Linked DNA regions of Triticum aestivum: region 2 is linked to region 1. A link is a contact called in public Hi-C data. All regions are on one chromosome and are shown on one strand. The core of a region is the stretch at or near the end of the contact, and the rest is flanking DNA. Distances in the headings are between cores, read along the strand shown.

Region 1 (5,057 bases), core at 945-3,444:
TCTTCACTCATCTAAAAAAAAAGTTGCCCTCAAAAAAAAAATCTAAAAAATAGTTTATTCTCTTCACGTGCACGGCAGCGTGGCGGCCGGCCGACGGCCTCCGGTGGCTGTCATCCATCCATCGACCGAGATCTGAGTGAGTAGGACGTACGTAGTTTGGTGCATGCGCAATCTTTTTGTTTTGGATTTTATTATTATCTATCGTGACTAGAACGGCTGTAGCTACTAGCTAGCTGCCCAGCTAGGGCTTTTTAGCGCGGAGCGGAGCACCTTGGACGGATTAGCCGCGGCCCGGGCCCGCCCCGTCCGTCGCCGCCGACGTGAAAGGATTGGTTTGTTTGGACTCTGCTACTAGTACTAGTGGCGGCGACAACCCTAAACGTGGTCATCATCAGCGGCAAGAAGGATGAACGAAAGCAAGCTTACGTACACGCGTGCCGGTCGTTGCATCCTACTTCCTCTTCTCCACTGGAAGTCTGCAACCACCACCCCGCTGCGGATGTGAACATGTGATCACATATGTTGAGCCAGCTATCGGTTGCGGTTCAGGTTTTTTGGCTCCCCCTACTTACTAGTACTACTTCTGTCCCATAATGTAAGACATTTTTGCAGTTCACTTTGAACTCCAAAAACGTCTTACATTACGAGACATTACATTATGAGACGGAGGGAGTAGATTGTACTGTACGTACCCCTGGAATTGGGAAAAGGCGACAAATGCTAGGAATAGATGTAAGGCTTGGTACGTGGACAGCTGTTTTCACTCGCCCTGGAATTTTCTACGAGTATCCAGGAATGCATCCGATTTGTCAGTCATATCCGGATGGGGTCACCTATGTGGATTCAGTACTCTCTCTCTCTCTCTCTCTCTACAAGACATGTCAGTGCTTCTGCGAAAGGAAATGGCAGATCAACCCCCTCACCGGAGATCAAGTCTGCTCATCTACTATCAATCCCCACTTATAAAAGCACCTGTTTGGTGAATCCAAATAATTTAGGCCATTCAACCACGTACGAGTATATCCAACGTCTCATGCTGTTGTAATGATGTATCTATCGCATCATCAATAATTTAAAAAATAAATACTAATTGCAATAATTATGATTTGAAATCGACATCAAGTACACTAAACACAGCTAATCTTGTAATCAACATTCATTGCGGCTAATCTTGGAAATAATATTACAATCAAATGAGCGCTGACTATGAATACAAAGTAGAGTATTGAAAGCATCAAACCAAGCAGATGGTGAATACCCATTCCTTCCAGAATAAAAAATTTTATGTTCCCCGCAAAAATATATATTTTATGCTAACTGGATACTAAAAGGCCAAGGCATTTGACTCTCAGAGATTGAGTTGCTAACCAGCGACCTTTTTCTTTAAAAAAACACCGCAAAAGTAAAGAGAACTAATCCGCAGCGGGGTTTCGTTCATTCCCCCATCTTGGCATTGCAGTGAAGTTCAGTGGCTTGAAACACGATACAAGGCTGCAAAGCAACAACAACTACAGCCTAGCTATGGAGTACTACAGTACACAAGACAACAAAGAAGACGACGAAACTAACACGGCTGGGGCATGCAATGTGATACGGACTGCTGGTAGTAGTAAGCGAATATATTCCTCCAGAGAACAAAACGAGGTTAAGAAGCATGGGACTGTACACTAATTTGTTGTCGTCCGGCGAGATACTACTGTAACTGGATTCCAGAAAGCAAATTATGTATGAGAGCTTATTTAAATGGGTTGAGAAAACAAGTGGTGAATGGTGATTGCTCCTGGAACCGGCCACGCCGCAACGCAATGGACGCACCGCGAAATCCTACGGATAGATAGATGAGTTCGTAGACACCGACCAAAGAAGACGTGGAGCATATATATGAAGCGGCGTAGAGATGCGGCCAGAAGCCGCAACCAACCATGACGGCGATGGAGCGGTGGCAGGAATGAATGCATGCATACCTGCGACGGGAGGCAATCAAGGCGCGAGAGAGACCGGCGTCGAAGGCGGTGGTCGCCCGTGACCGCGACCGTGAGGTGAGGAGGAAAGGCCGCCGCCACCACTCGGCTTTTAATGGCAGACGGGCGGGGGCGGCGGCGGGAGGTAGAGGCGCTCGGGGGACGGGGGCACGGACGAAACCAAACTTTTGCTCCTCTCCTCTCCTCTCCTCTCCTCTCCTCTGTGTTTTTCTGGCTCGGTGGACTGGACTGCCCGCTCCGTTCCGCGTTGAGTTTGTAGCTGCCCTTCTCCAGCTGCCTGGTGGGCCCCAGCTGGGTCTTGTTACGTTGCTTGCTTGGCTTCGCTCGCGCGCTTGCTTCCCCGTTCCATTCACGCACGCGCAAAAAATGTTTGACGTTCCGATCCGACGGCTGTCCTGTCATCCGGATCCAACGTCTGGCTGTCTTTCTTCTTCACCAGAAAGGGCGGTGATGGCTACAAGAGCTAAGAAGAATGGGATTGCTTCGGATAACATTTATCTTTTTTTAGCTAGCTAGGGCGGCGGCTGCTGTCTGGCCTAGCCGATAGGCCAGGAGCCGGAGCACTCTGGCCGGATTAGCGACGGTATCGGCCCACATGGCTGCCGCTTTAGGATGATGGTCATCATTAGTTTAGTGGCCAACAAAATCATGATTACCGCACCGCACCCGCAGTAGGAGCAACGGGCGGATGCGATGGAATGGCTTCCCTACCACAAAGACGTGGGCAGGCCACAACGGCTCCTCCTTCTCCCCGCCTACACCAAACCAGTGATAACGATCAACTCCCCTCCTTGGCTTACATTTGTTCATTGCTCATGTTTTTTTTTTCTTTCGAAAAGCCCAAGGTCATATGCTAGATAAAATAAGCCTTTATTTTTTACTTTCTTATGAGAATGAAAAGTTACAGGCAAGTCCTTGAAAAAAAAGAAAACGGAGCCATACTCGTCTCATGGTCTATATATATGGAATGAGAGAAACACGCGTGCTTTCCGCAACAAAGGAGCGCCACCGTCAATCTTACTAGACAACATCAAGAAGGGGCTCGTGGCTTGGGCCAATCCCTCCTCCGCTAGTCCCACCGTTCTCCTTTCATGTCTCTGGCATTCTACTTGAAGTTTCCTCTGTCACCTTCATCTCTGTCGCCCCCCGTCCCCCCCCCCCCCCCCCCCCCCGCGTCTCCAAGACCCTCTCCTCCTCATATCAGGGATGCCCACCTCTTTCTCCTTCATGTCAGGTCGCCACCAACTTATTTTTTGTTTTCCTCATCTCTGTCGCCGGTACCTAAAAATGAGACCCTCCTCCCCTCCCCCCCCACCCCCACACACACACACACATAACATGGACCCCCTCAACACCCTCATAATGGTGTTTTCTTAGATGCACTCATGATGGTGTCTATAGAGTAGAGAAAATGGAGGCTATAGCAGGAGTTGCTCTATGCAAACTACTCACAACCGACCGTCTCACAAAGCAGGAGAGTGTGAGCCGCGGCACTATACAAGAAGCATATGAGGAGGTCCAGCCCAAGCAGACCAAATACTCCACTACTGATTCATCCCTTGATGCAACCCGTCCAGCCTATCATGAGGTACGTGACCGTAACAAAAAATTGTAAAGAAAGCGTGAATGTAATGAGACCCATGTTAATCCTAATGCCTCTTCCATCAGTTGATCGTCACTACTTCAGATATTGCTATCGGTGGCAGACACAAATGGCTATCAGCAATGGGCATCTGTAGCCATCTGCCACTGGTATATACCTTACGTATAAGATAAATCAATAACCATAAATATGTTCATATGTTTCTCCCCACTAGAAACATATATCTCTCATCTTCTATTTTCTCTATTGCTATGCTTTGAAGTTCGATAAGCTTTGATGTGTGTATCTCTCCCCCTTTGAAATCAATTTCCAAGAAGGGTTTATTCTTCTTGTTTTTGTAGGTCAAATGGTAAGGGGCCTGGACTTGCACATGAAGCAGAATTATAGTTGGAAATTCTTTGTAGAGGAGGATCATTGAGTGGAGCTGGAGAAAATAGATGTAACTTTCTTGGCAAAACATTCTTCTTCTTATGCACTTCAGTGTCTCCAAAAAAATATTAATTGGAAATTCTGAAGCTTCAACAGAGGCTTGGATCTTCTGATTGATTACATTGGTGTCACAGAGCCAGTTCTTGTCGGTCAAAATGAAGAACTGCTATGCATTAGTTAAATTTGACATGGTGCCACCAAGGAGTTTTGATCGGAGAGACCAATTGCACATGATAAAGTAGGTTTTGTCAAGACTTAGCTCACTTTGCAATTATACCAGTAATGGATTTGCAATGAATTGATTGAGAAAATAGAAAGAAGATAAAATCAAAGAAGTTTTGGGTTTTTTATGAAAGTTTTTTTCCAAATGAGATCACAAGAAAAACATGAACATAAAAGACAAATATGAAACACAAAAAGAAAGGAAATGCAAAAATTCAACTAAGACAGGGTCAGCCACTAAGTCATCTATATTTGAGTACATTGACTTAGGAGTCAAGTGAGAACACTTGATCATAGGTTGTACTCATCGTTTAAGCTCAAATGGGGTTGACATTTTTCGCTTAAGCATTTCAATGCATTCACATCTTCTAGAGTTGCTGTGGCTCATGACTTGGAGTAAAACTTCTCTTAGATTTGAGGAATTACATTGGGGTTTGTTGTTGACGATATCGTGAGTTGAATTTGTTGTGGATGCACAAGGACGATGATGTCCACCATGAGTTGGGAGCAATCCATTGAAGTTGAAGTTCATCTTCCTAATTAGTCATGCAAGGAACAACATGTATATACCCAGATTGATAAGAGTGAAGATTTGAATCATATGTTGTCAAAGGATACTTGTGGCTGTCTTGTTCCTTAAACACAGCAAAGGGAGTCTTTGATACTTGGTTCATGTGAGACTGCTCAAGTTATGAGTTGAAGCAATCTTGTAGAATGTAGCTCATCCAAGTACCTAGACGGGGTTAGATGCAATACAAGGAAGCAATGTATCCATGGTATAAGATAGTCCATCATAAGAGAAATATTAAGGATTAATCATG
Region 2 (5,057 bases), core at 1,180-3,679, 180 kb before region 1:
GGGCACGGACCTGGCCCTCGCCACTCCCTCCTACTGCTGAAGCTGAGCTCCTTCCCTTCCCCTCCCCTGCATATGAGATACTACCACGATCGGTACGGTACGGTGATCATCATAGGTTAAGATAAAAACTGCACAAACACATAGAGAGGATAAGATAAAACAAAAAAAGAGAGATAGATTAACGAAAGTGAGAAACAAGTTACTACATGGTCTCGGCGGTTCTCGATTACAGTCAGTCAGTCGGTCGGTCACACCTTGGTTACAGTCCGATAGCAGCAGTTTGCAATTTATTCGTCGTCAAAAAAGTTTCTAGTTGGTGTCGAGGATGGATGTATTGCCGGAAACGTGACTTTGGTTGGTGGCTCGCCAATGCCTGTTGATGACTCCACTATGTCTGTCAGTTGCTTCCTTCGACTGCCCTTTTTGTGACACATTTCAAATGGAATGGAATGTGTGTTTTGTGGGCTCCTTATATTTATATAGACTTCATACTATCATTCTGATTTATTTTTCATTTCCTGCTGTGCAGCTATATTCTCGAGTGGTGACACCGTGCATCTATGGTCGATCACACATTCACACCTACTAGATCGTTTGAATTCTATGTACACCTCAAACTAGGTAGAAACACATATAAACTCGTTATCTGACTATATCTTACTCCAAATGGCATTACCGCTAGCCCTCCATCTGAAAATTAGAGAGGAGTGCAATGTAGATCCTTGAAATATTTCAGTGATGTCACGTAAGTGCTCAAATTATAAAAATCATCATGCACGCCTGTAAAGTGCAATAAGACTCACCCCGTTTCCGCCTTACCGCTTTGGGATTTTAGCATTTGGCACCTTCTCACTGCATAACAAATCTATTTGTACACATCTCGTGCTCGCACACCTTTGGGAGTTTCCCGCCGCGCTTGCCTAATTCGCATTGGTTGTTAACACCGACGCTGCGACCGCGTGGAGGGTGCCCCCCCCCCCCCACCGCATCTTTGACATGTCTGTGCCTGAAAGGATCGAGATGGCCCGAGGAGGGTGAATAACAACAACTGTAAATTTTAATTAATTATTAGTGAGTTTAGGCCATGCGGACTATAACGGCATGCGTAAACTTGCTGCAGTGAGATAAACAAATCGATAAGCCACAACATGTAGTGAATGCAAGGTCAAGTGACGAAAATAAGCCACAACTAAAGAGCCAGGGTTAGGGATAACTAGAGAATCTAGAGACGAGGATGTATCCCAATGTTCACTTTCTTGAAGGGAAGCTAGTCACCGTCGGAGGGATGGGTGTTATCATGAAGAGTCACCCTATTCTCCTTGAGATATATCACAACGAATGTGTTTCTCAACCTCTGGTGGTAAACCTTGATGCGGCCTTCAAACCTTCACAAGCATCGAAGAAGATCACAACTTGATTTCTCACTGGGGACTCCTATCGCCCAGGAGTATATGACCTCCAAGAATAAAAAGACCACCATGGAAACTAGGGGCATTCAACTTTTGGTTGGTGGAAGTGTAGATAGAGCACTTCTCTTTCACTTTCCAAAATATTTGAGTGAAAGGGGTGGGATATCTCCAAGTAATTTGAGGAAGAACAATGAATGAGAGGGGGGGGGGGGGGAGTTGTCACCTTCTTCTTGGGCAAGAATTGGGATATTTATAGCTAACCCCCAAATCAAACTGTTACGGCACATTTTCTACGCGGCTCGGAAGTTCTAGGCAGGGCTGGAAGTTCCGGGGTTTACAAAGAGTTTGGACCAAAATTATAACCTCTCTTAATGCACGGAGGTTTCAACCCTTGGAAGTTCCCGGGTATCCATGTAGTTTGCAACTGCGATGTAAACTCTCTTAGTCCGACAGAACCTGCCCGGAAGCTGCCTCTGATGTTCCAGGCTATTCGGAACAGGTGCGTTAACAGCTTATTCAAGGGCTCTCTCTTTATATTAGATCCCAGGCATGACTTTGGGTGCATTTTTGTATGTGTGCATGCAGTTGATTTTCACGGTATGTTCAAGATGCACCCCTCTTAATAGTGTGGTTGCCTTACACCCAATATAAAATATAAAAATGACCAACAATAGAATATGAATTTTTCCATTGAACCTAGGCTTTTTTTTCTTTGAATTGTGAAAGATTGGTTTCTATCCTGCATAGGAATAGGGGAATCCATTCCTGCAAACTAAAGGGCTTCAAATATTATTTTTTACAAAATTACTATCCTTTTTTCATAAAACTCCTGTAAACAGGCTTTGGTTTTTATTTATGTTTTCTCTTTTTTGAGATTATAGAAGCGCCTTTTCGTTGCTGCCAAGTTTGGTGGATCAAACTTGAGCGCCAAGTTCCTTCGGACCGGGCCAGAGCCACTTAGAATCCGACCGGTATACCCCTTTGCCCCTAAAACTATCAGTATTTACGGTCAGATTGCCACTAGGAGACAATCGTTTCGGTCCGCTCCTCCTCTTCCGCAGGGACAAATCCCCTCGTCCCGACACGAGCGCTAGGGTTTCTCCCCGCCGCCGCCGCCGCCGCTCCTCTGCCGCCGCCCATCCGCCCGGATCAGCCTCCCTCCCCAAACCCGCGTCACCCACCGCCGCCGCCGGCTTCCTCGCCGCCTCCACGTTCCCCCTAGCCCGACTTAACTAGCACCACCTCCCACCGCGATGGCGGCGGCAGAGAGCACGGCGCTGCCGGCGGACCCCCGGCGCGTCCGCAACACGTGCATCCTGGCGCACGTCGACCACGGGAAGACCACGCTGGCGGACCACCTCGTCGCCTCCTGCGGCGACGGCCTGCTCCACCCCAGGCTCGCCGGCCGCCTCCGCTTCATGGACTACCTCGACGAGGAGCAGCGCCGGGCCATCACCATGAAGTCCGCCGCCGTGCTCCTCCGCTACGGCGACGGCCCCGCCGCGCACCGGGTCAACCTCATCGACTCCCCGGGCCACATCGACTTCTGCTCCGAGGTCTCCTCCGCCGCGCGCCTCTCCGACTCGGCGCTCATCCTCGTCGACGCCGTCGAGGGCGTCCACATCCAGACCCACGCCGCGCTGCGCCAGGCCTTCCTCGAGCGCCTCCGCCCCTGCCTCGTCCTCAACAAGCTCGACCGCCTCATCACCGAGCTCCACCTCACCCCCGCCGAGGCCTACACGCGCCTGCACCGCATCCTCGCCGACGTTAACTCCATCTACTCCGCGCTGCGGTCGCACTCCTACTTCTCCGTCCTCGCCTCCCTCGAGGACCAACCGTCCTCCAGCTCGTCAGCCTCGCAGGACGATCTCCCGGACGATGCTGATGACGACGAGGAGGACGCCTTCCAGCCCCAGAAGGGCAATGTCGTCTTCGCCTGCGCCCTCGATGGCTGGGGCTTCCGCATCCACCACTTCGCTGAGTTGTACGCCACCAAGCTTGGCGCCAGCGCCTCTGCTTTGCTGAGAGGATTTTGGGGGCCGCGATACTTGGACAAAAAGGTGGATAAGAAGGGTAAGAAGAATTTTATGATTGTGGGAAAGAAGGCGGTGGAGGGTACTGACCGGGAGCCCATGTTTGTGGAGTTCATTCTGAAGCCCCTATGGAAATTGTACGAGGGAGTGCTGGGGCAGGACGGGGAGATAGTTCAGAAGGTCATTAGCAACTTCAAATTGAACATTCCGCAGCGGGAGCTGCAGAACAAGGACCCAAAGTTAGTTTTGCAGTCTGTGATGAGCCGGTGGCTGCCGCTGGCAGATGCAGTGATGGCAATGGTGGTCGAATGCACTCCTGACCCTGTTGTCGCTCAAGGGGCCAGGGTTGCAAGGCTTATGCCAAAGAGGGAGCTTGCAACAGAGGATGCTGCTGGTTGCGCTGAGGTTGTCTTGGAGGCAGAGAGGGTGAGAAGGTGTGTGGAGACCTGTGACGCGGGTGCAGATTCACCGGTGGTGGTGTATGTGTCGAAGATGTTTGCGGTGCCATGTAAGATGTTGCCACCGAAGGGGGTGCATGGCGAGTTGTTGAACCACGAGGATGCAAGTGAATCAGAGGAGTGTTTTATGGCATTTGCGAGAGTGTTTAGCGGGGTTCTTCGTGCAGGGCAGAAGGTTTTTGTGCTGTCGGGGTTGTATGATCCACTGAAAGGGGATGCAGTGCAGAAGCATGTACAGGAGATTGAGCTGCAATACTTGTATGAAATGCTGGGGCAGGGCTTGAGGCCAGTTGCCAGTGTGAGTGCTGGGAATGTGGTTGCAATTCAGGGCCTTGGGCAGCATATATTGAAGAGTGCCACATTGTCATCCACCAAGAATTGCTGGCCCTTCTCAAGTATGATGTTCCAGGTGTCTCCGATGCTTAAGGTTGCAATTGAGCCCGCCAACCCGACGGATCTGGGAGCTCTTGTTAAAGGGATCAAGCTTCTTAACCGAGCAGACCCATTTGTTGAGTACACTGTCACGCACAGGGGTGAACATATCCTTGCCGCAGCTGGGGAGGTTCATTTGGAGCGGTGCAAAAAGGATCTGGAGGAAAGGTTTGCAAAGGTTAAATTGGTCGTTTCGGACCCCCTGGTCTCCTTTAAAGAGACGATCGAAGGAGAAGGTGCTGGCTTACTGGAAGGCTTGAAGGCTCCGCATGCATTCGTTGAGAGGACTACTCCAAACGGGAGATGCACTGTGAGAGTTCAGGTCCTAAGACTTCCCAATGCTCTGACTAAGGTCCTCCAAGAAAGTGATCAACTGCTTGGTCAAATAATGGAGGGGAAAACAGCAAAGAGGAGTGTAATGTTAAACCCACAAATTTCTCAAGATGATTGTGATTCTGTTGCGATGCTTAGGCAGCGCATGGTCAGTGCAATAGACAGTGAATTGGAGGCCATTTCTGAGCAAGTGGATAAAGAAAAACTTCAGAAGTATAGAAAGACATGGCTTGGCTACCTCAAAAGGATCTGGTCCTTGGGTCCTTGGCAGGTTGGCCCAAACTTCCTTCTCTTGCCTGATGTTGAATCAAGTGATGGTGTGATAACCATGGAAGATGGAAGGCAAGGTATTCTTGTGCGTGGTAGAGCAGATTTTTCTGAGAGATTGGGGT

Evidence for each region. A called contact is a pair of places that touch in the nucleus more often than the background predicts.
Region 2: a contact with region 1 is called in a Hi-C map of leaf, with 3 times the contacts expected there. The contact joins the promoter of LOC123122691 here to the promoter of LOC123122688 in region 1. A contact is called at or near these places in 3 of 5 Hi-C or Micro-C datasets (all in leaf).

Annotation. Positions count from the first base shown.
Region 1 is chr5D:453,538,099-453,543,155 of IWGSC CS RefSeq v2.1, reverse strand. It overlaps LOC123122688 (probable E3 ubiquitin-protein ligase BAH1-like 1), which reads right to left and starts at 2,194. Exons shown (of 7, transcript XM_044543006.1): 1 at 1,965-2,194.
Region 2 is chr5D:453,719,245-453,724,301 of IWGSC CS RefSeq v2.1, reverse strand. It overlaps LOC123122691 (elongation factor-like GTPase 1), which reads left to right and starts at 2,429. Exons shown (of 1, transcript XM_044543007.1): 1 at 2,429-5,057. The coding sequence starts at 2,663. LOC123122692 (protein AMEIOTIC 1 homolog) reads left to right here. Exons shown (of 11, transcript XM_044543010.1): 11 at 1-388. The coding sequence ends at 40.